Regions from separate parts of the Oncorhynchus mykiss genome. Here region 2 is linked to region 1. Evidence: chromatin contacts called from public Hi-C data. All regions are on one chromosome and are shown on one strand. The core of a region is the stretch at or near the end of the contact, and the rest is flanking DNA. Distances in the headings are between cores, read along the strand shown. Region 1 holds the start of LOC110507450 (transcriptional repressor p66-alpha). Region 2 holds the start of LOC110507674 (cold-inducible RNA-binding protein B).

Evidence for each region. A called contact is a pair of places that touch in the nucleus more often than the background predicts.
Region 2: a contact with region 1 is called in a Hi-C map of blood, with 7 times the contacts expected there. The contact joins the promoter of LOC110507674 here to the promoter of LOC110507450 in region 1. A contact is called at or near these places in 2 of 3 Hi-C or Micro-C datasets (blood and liver).

What each region holds. Positions count from the first base shown.
Region 1 is chr1:21,145,671-21,149,443 of USDA_OmykA_1.1, forward strand. LOC110507450 (transcriptional repressor p66-alpha) reads left to right here and starts at 2,442. Exons shown (of 11, transcript XM_036968626.1): 1 at 2,442-2,591.
Region 2 is chr1:21,360,911-21,364,569 of USDA_OmykA_1.1, forward strand. It overlaps LOC110507674 (cold-inducible RNA-binding protein B), which reads right to left and starts at 1,880. Exons shown (of 8, transcript XR_005040927.1): 1 at 1,747-1,880; 2 at 541-655; 3 at 288-394; 4 at 34-184. It also overlaps a transcript of cirbp not described here.

The DNA.
Region 1 (3,773 bases), core at 1,192-3,691:
ATATTGAGTTCATCATGACTTTTCCCACTACCATGTTCCCATTGGGCAAAGACTGGTTGAATCAACGTTGTTTCCTCGCCATTTCAATGAAATTACGTTGAACCAACGTGGAGTAGACGTTGAATTGACGTCTGTGCTCAGTGGGTTGTGATAAATATGCAGTACTTTTATATAGCCTACATACATTTATATTATAGAGATACATTGACTTAACTCCTTATTCACACAGTAGTCATCTATATTCATATTGTACTGTGCAGTTACTTAGGAATAATTTCCTTTATAGTTATCATTATATCACTTTCATAAAATAAATTGTCCCCAACTAACTACACAGTACAATACATGGGCCCATAAAGACAAGACAAGACATCATGTATCTTGTGGGTCCAACATGAGATTCAGAGTTGAGTTATTTTGGGGAGAGTATCATTCAGGCACAGGACAGAAGAGGATACTACTTGTAAAACTACTCTTTCCCTTTGACTGCTGCGTCTGATTTGTCGATCTCGTTTAATGTTCCTTATTCAGGGGAATGCTGAATCACTCCTGATGGTGAATTACTGCAGGGATAAATACCGACCTAATGGTCAGCCAGTAATGGTCACATGACAGTCTTTGTTACCAGTCAGCCATGCAGATGTCATGGCTGTCTTTCCTTTGATATGACTTGCACACTTCAACAAGTTTACAACAATTTCTGTTCACCCCAAAAAAATGCAATCAATTTATACGAATCAGCCTCTCAATTTGTACGTCATTTTAGAAAGTAATATGTTGTTAGATTTGAGGTATGTTCATAAATGTTTTTGGGCCGTGATGCTTGTTTGGTGATCAGTGTCAGCATAAACAGTTCTGAAAGGAGACGCTTCCTGCCAAATAGTGAGTCCTGTTGATCGTGACAGGGAGGGGTATTTCCTTGTTTTGCTCCTGTACTTCAGTGGGGATTAAGTTGATAGTGCCTTGTTGCTTTAAGCCAGTGTCACACATTGTGCCGACATTGATATGACTCATCTTCTTTTTGTGTACTGGTTTGAAGCTATAAAGCACTATTTCTCAATTTTCTCTAAAGAACAGGTTTCTGACACTTCACACATCGCTTGACATTTGGCCCCAATTAAAATGGATTGTGCAGAGTGCATAGGTACGGTTTAATTGCTCCTGTTTCTTGAGGTTGTTTTCCCACACTGATCCATCCAAGGAAGGGAATGTCACCAACTCCTTTAGAAGAGGATGCCAACCCTATGCCACTGGAATTCTTATGAAATACTTCTGAGATCACACTACAAATTTGGTCTCGAGAATGCAGTGGCCAGACAAGGGCACTGATTTTGTGTGCCCTTAGCTTTTTTGGATCAAACCTGAGAGTTCAGGCATAAGACACACTTTTGGCCAATGTATATGCTTGCATGTTTGAATTCATAACTGATTAAATTAATGAGGGCACCAAGGTTAGTTAGTTCGAAGACACTTCTATCGGCCCAGGTGATCAGTATTAGGTTTGGTTCACTTGAGATTGGAGTTAGGTTCACAGCATTACTTAGTCAGGGGGATAATATTGATATCACTGCAGTGTGATTGTGATATTGATATGGGTCAATAATAGTGATATTCAGGGGTTTAATTGGTGGAATTTACCCCAAAATTCGATCCTTTTATTCAGCCCCCAGTTCCCACTTCTGTTACTTGTCTCTGATTCCATAGTCTCTCTCTCTCTCTTGTTCTCTCCCTGTCCCTCTCTCGCAATAACTGACATGTCTGCACTGAGATACTGTTCAAAGATCCTCATGCACCCAAAGACATGATCAGGAGTATTATTGAGATTGGTCCGGACTCATTGAAAGACAGTGGAGACATCACATAGTACATTCATACATCTGGTATGTTACACGTTGGTACCAATATTGTGTTTGTTTGTTGTTGTTGTTTACTGTTGTATGGACTGTGAATTAAAGAGCTGCCCATGGTTGTTTTAGGGAGGATTCAAAGCACTGAATTGTCAAGTGCCATCATGACAATATGAGAAATATTTACACATCATTAACCGTTTCCATTGACTAGCTATAGGACTAGATTTGTACATTTTTTGTAAAAAAAAAAAATTTTGTATAAATAAATGCTCTGTTAGTTTCATGGAGAGACAGTCATTTAAATTGTGTATGACATTAATTCATTTTAGACATTGATTATTGGTGAATTGACAATTGATTACAGCACTGGTGTGAGGTAGGTAGAATGATGGAAAGTATTCCTGTGGTGGTTGTGGGGCAAAGCATTGCAATGATGAGACAGGCTACTGAAAACTGGACTTTTGAAATGTAGTTTTACACACATGAAATACTCAGTGGCACTAATGTAATCGGACTCTGTTGCCACCTTGTGTGACCACATGCGCATGCTTAGTGATGTGACGCTGTGTTCCATGTATGAGAGAGAAGCTCATTATTTGGCAACCGGAGTGGCAGCGGGCAGGGCTGAAGAGGGGATCCCCGGGATCGTTTTTTTTTTTTTTTTTTTCTTTCTTCATCGAATTACAGGAGTAAATAGTCTGTCAAAACAAGTGAAAAGCGTTACAGCGACACCTCTTCTCCGTAAGTTAAGATATCATTTCAATTGATGGGTTAAAGTAATATTGATTTTGAATTTAATTAAGCAGACGAAGTTAAACTTATTTCCAGTCGTTAACGTAAATATATATCCTTACCTAACTGGCTAACTGCTGTGAGTGCTAGCCTAGGTAATGGTTTGTGTCTCTCGCTAGCTGTAATTAGCTAGCCACTGCAAAGTCAGAACGAACCGTTTCAAAAGTCAAAGAATGCATGTAAACTTGTACCGGTTAATGTTCTAAAAGGCGGATACAAGTATTTTCTTTACAACATGCATTAAACTAGTCCAAAAACAACAAATTGGTTTCGACTCTCAAAAATGGGATTCCTTTATTATTTTTGTGACTGAATCCCGGAGTGGCTGTCTGTCTGTACATGCGAGTGTCCGAGCGAGTTCGTTAGCTAGCCAGCCTGCTGACGTTAGCTTGTCATGAGTGGGAATTTGGTGAATCCCACCACTTACTGGTTTATATTCACGAAATATTATACATTTTAAGAATAAATGTAACCCAAACACGATCAGGACGTTTTTAATTGTGTTCCCCGTAATAGGAATCAAGTGTCAGCTATGCTAACTTGCGACGCTATCTCACGACCTGGCTTTAGTTAGCTATGTTGTTAGCGAGTTGGAACATCGATTTGGTTGGACTGTGGTGGGAGACAGGTTGTTGTTGTAATTCACTTTTTTTTTTTTTCATTTTTTTTTTTTACTGTATCACAGTACAACAAAGGATATTCAATAATTGTATATTTGTTATCAGAAGCCGGCATTCTCGCAGAATTGCGTGAACACGTTTTTATTTTGATGTGTAGTTGAATGTTCTCTCATTCATTAAAAGTGTGTGTATGTATATGTACTTTTTTTTTATGGTGGACGGTGTGCGCGCCACATTCAGTATGGCAAGCAAGCAGTTATTATGGTTCTGTGTCATGATTAATGTACTCATTTGGGTAGTTCCATGTCATTTCAGCAAGCCATGACACCCACCATCTCAGAATGTTCTGACATCGTTTCTGTAGTAAAAAAAAACCCCGATACGATTAGCATACCTGCAACATTATTTTGTTGAAATATAATTTGATCTCTGAGAAATTGATTAGAGCCAAATTGGGTAGTTTAATTTATAGCATACATATAAATAATATTATAGTCGTAAACATCCCATT
Region 2 (3,659 bases), core at 630-3,129, 210 kb after region 1:
CAACAAACTTGCCTCGTGAGAAGCCACGCCCACCTCTTCCACCACCACCACCTCTGCCTCCACGGAAGTATCCTCCTCCACCTCCTCTGCCACCTGAAGAGCCCCCTCGGAATCCGCCTCCGGACCTGCCACCACCGCCAGATTTGCCCGCCTGGTCGACACGGATCTGTCTGCCATCAAGAGACTGACACAGAAAGGGTTGGGGATATAAAGAATACACCATTAATATCGTCGTTGCAGTCAAGACAGAGTTGTGTTTCAGGGCGGAGTTGAGGTTTAATTGTTACCTTGCCATTCATGGCCAGCATAGCATCCTTGGCCTCATCTGGGTTCTCGAAGGTGACGAAACCAAAGCCCCTGGACCTCTGAGTTTCTCTGTCTTTAATTACAACAACTAGACAGAGAAATTGTATTTAAAGACTATAGACACACATGGCAACCTTGCAAGACGTGTATCATTCAAAGCATGTTCAAATAGTGGACCACCAGATATATATATTTTTTTACATTGCTCCCAATATCCAACAGTTAGTCGCTTACCTTCAGATATTTGCCCATATTTGGAGAATACATCTTCTAATGACTGTTCGTTAGTGTCAAAGCTGAGGCCACCCACAAAAAGCTTCCCTTCGTCAGACATCCTTCCTTTTCACCACTGCAGAAGGGAAGAAATAACATGTTTATTATGGATGCAATGATTTATTTGCAATGAACTGTTAGCAGCAGGGCTGGAATTCGTTGGTGGATGGGCCAACGGGGGAGTTCTGAGTATATATATATATATATATATATATATGTATTTTTTTTTTATAGCTAAATCTGATTAGGTGGGCCTGGCAGTGCCTACGCCACTGGATAGGAGGTTATTATTGGATGAAAACCTCTGTTCTATTCTTGCAATGGTGCACTTACACACGCAATAACAAAATTATTTTTAAGTTGTTTGGCTTGATTCTGATTTGTATTTTTACCCAATGCCAAGTATGTTGTATTACCAACATGAAGGTAACCTAGCAAGTTTGATAAAAACCAGTCAAGTGCCAGCGAGTGAAGAACAAATGCGTATGGGGGGGGGGGGGGGGGGGGCTTAGCTCATAAAGGCCCAAGACCATTCTACCCCCCGGTAGCTAGCGCTGCCTTCTCGTCCTCTCTTTCCCAATATAACGCTACCGTAGCTAGCTAGTTCACGGTACCTAGCCAATGAAATTTGCGTTTTCGCAACAAAAAGCGGTCCTCGCTCCACAAGCAGATGAGTGCGATTCAGTTCCGTTTTTAGTACAAATCAGTAAGCGACATCGTCTTCCCTGCCCCCTCATGTCCCAAGCCTAGATGTGAAACTCCCTTTGTTCAACATTGTCCAACAACCACAACGGCGCCATTTATGATAGTGCTAATGGCCCCTGACTAGCCAGCTATCACTGCGTCATTGCATCGACTAACGTTTCTGAGCACGCTCGCTTGTATAGCAAAATGTGGGCATCGGCATTATGACAAATGTAAGAAAGTTGGTCTGTTCCGCACACCACAATATAATTGTCCATTCGGACATCGAACACAATTTACTATCATGATGTTATCGTTGGCTACCTGCTCGCTAGTTAGCTGCATCTTGAGCCACCTTCAGACTCCTCCTCGGGTGATGTCACACTCATTTAGCCTGCCACAATCTTGGTAGCGCCTGTCACGAATTAAATAAAATACGTTTACGAACAAACATTTATGGAAAAGATTATTACAATCGCTTACCTCCGATAAAACAGAATATCTTCCGACCGACCTGCAGCAGATGGGAATGAATGAGATGCGAGGCCTCCCGGTATATGTATTGATGGGTCCCTTGCAGTTACGCCCAGCTTATGAATATTAAGCAGAGAAAACTCTCCACAGCTCAGGAATAGCATTTCAGATTTTTTTTTAAATCAAAGTAAATTTGTTACGTTGAAGGGTCAACTACTGCCTGTGCATTTGCCTATCTTTGGGTCAATACATCCACCGATTCAATGAGTAGTCCTGAATGGAAAGTCTGTACTGTACTACAGACATTACAAGAACGTCCCATAAAATGTGCAAGAGACAACCAATTTGAAAAAAATAAATATTTAATCCATTCAATTTCCAAGACGTTCATTTGAGTACTTCACTAAAAAATACAAAGTGTATACTTGTAATACAGGTACTGCATTGGCACGCCAGAATGACAATCCGTTTGGTAAATGTCATGGATATATAAAATCTAGTTCAGATATGCACTCCCATTCCAAGGCAGGTCTTGACTAAACAACAAGTCCAGTTCAGCAGCACATCTCCAGTTCAGTCTTAGATATCTCCTGGTGACGATTTTCCAAGGAGCTGTTTCAGGGCAAACAATCCTGTGGTGAACCTGGAATAAAGAATAAAGTTAGAATTAGTCAGAAGGAATACAGTAAAATGACAGTGCACTGCTAGAAATGTAAACTCAAGTTAGTTGCACGCTACTGTTAGTCAGATCAACAGCATGCATCCAATTCTTACCAAGTGTGTACTTCTCCCCACACTTAAAAGCATTGGATTGGTGTAAGCATATTCTGTAGGGCGTTCCCACAGGGTCGTACACACTGGGATTGAGCAAAAAAAAACCTGCCTGTCCTTTGATGCAACTCTTCTGAACACGGCCAAAAGTTGACTTGTATCTTTGATGGACAGACAATGTAGGTCATATACGATTTTAGTGTTCATGTATTTGAGTGGGACCATAGCCTTATTACAAGCCTATTTAAAACATGCACTGGTTGTATACTGTAAATATGAACCCTTCCGTGAGTGACACCTGATCTCATCTGACTAAAGGACAGAAAAGCAGGGTTTCACAACACTGCCTTCAACAATAAATGTGTCAGATCAGTGACTGTCATTTAAGGGGAACGCAAACAAGGCCCATGACGTCAGCTCGAAGGCATTCAGTACACAGAATACCCACCTCCAAGGAAGCACTGGAACGAAACAGTCAGCGTCGAAGTCCACAACCTCGTGTTAAAGCAGGCTTTCACATCCAACGCTTAGTTTAACCTGATCGAGTAACAAGACTGTAATTAGTAGAGTACAGCTTTTGAGGGCAACAATGACATGCATTTGTTTATCATTATCAACATGAACTACAGATGTGCTAAACAGCATCAACTTCTAGCATTAGACAGTGTTAATCCTATCAAAGTCGATTGAATGTTAAGATGTTTATACAAAACAAATTACATAGTGATAAACTTGACAAGCAAAAGTAGAAAGGTGATAGCTGTCTAGAATTGAGGTAGACTCAGCAATATGACGTAGATGCAGAAAGTGAACAGCAGTGGGCCAATTTCCACAACTACTAAACGCTTGAAGCAAGGCTCAACAACTTTGCTGTTTTGGTGCCCTGGCTAAAACGCTGTGAAGCGAACCTGTGCACAGAGTGTGACCAAGTAAAGTCTATTGCGTCCCAATCAATGTCTGCACTTCTGCTTGTGACAACGTCATTTTGCAGAGTCTACCTTTAAGATGAAGACATCTTTTGCAATCACTGGGAGAACAATACTTGTAGTTTCACAGATCAAAACTGGGAGGGTCTTGTTTTACACTAGGGATACTTGAGCCATGACAACTTATGGAATTTTCAAAAGCTCAATGGTCATTTTCAGAGTCTA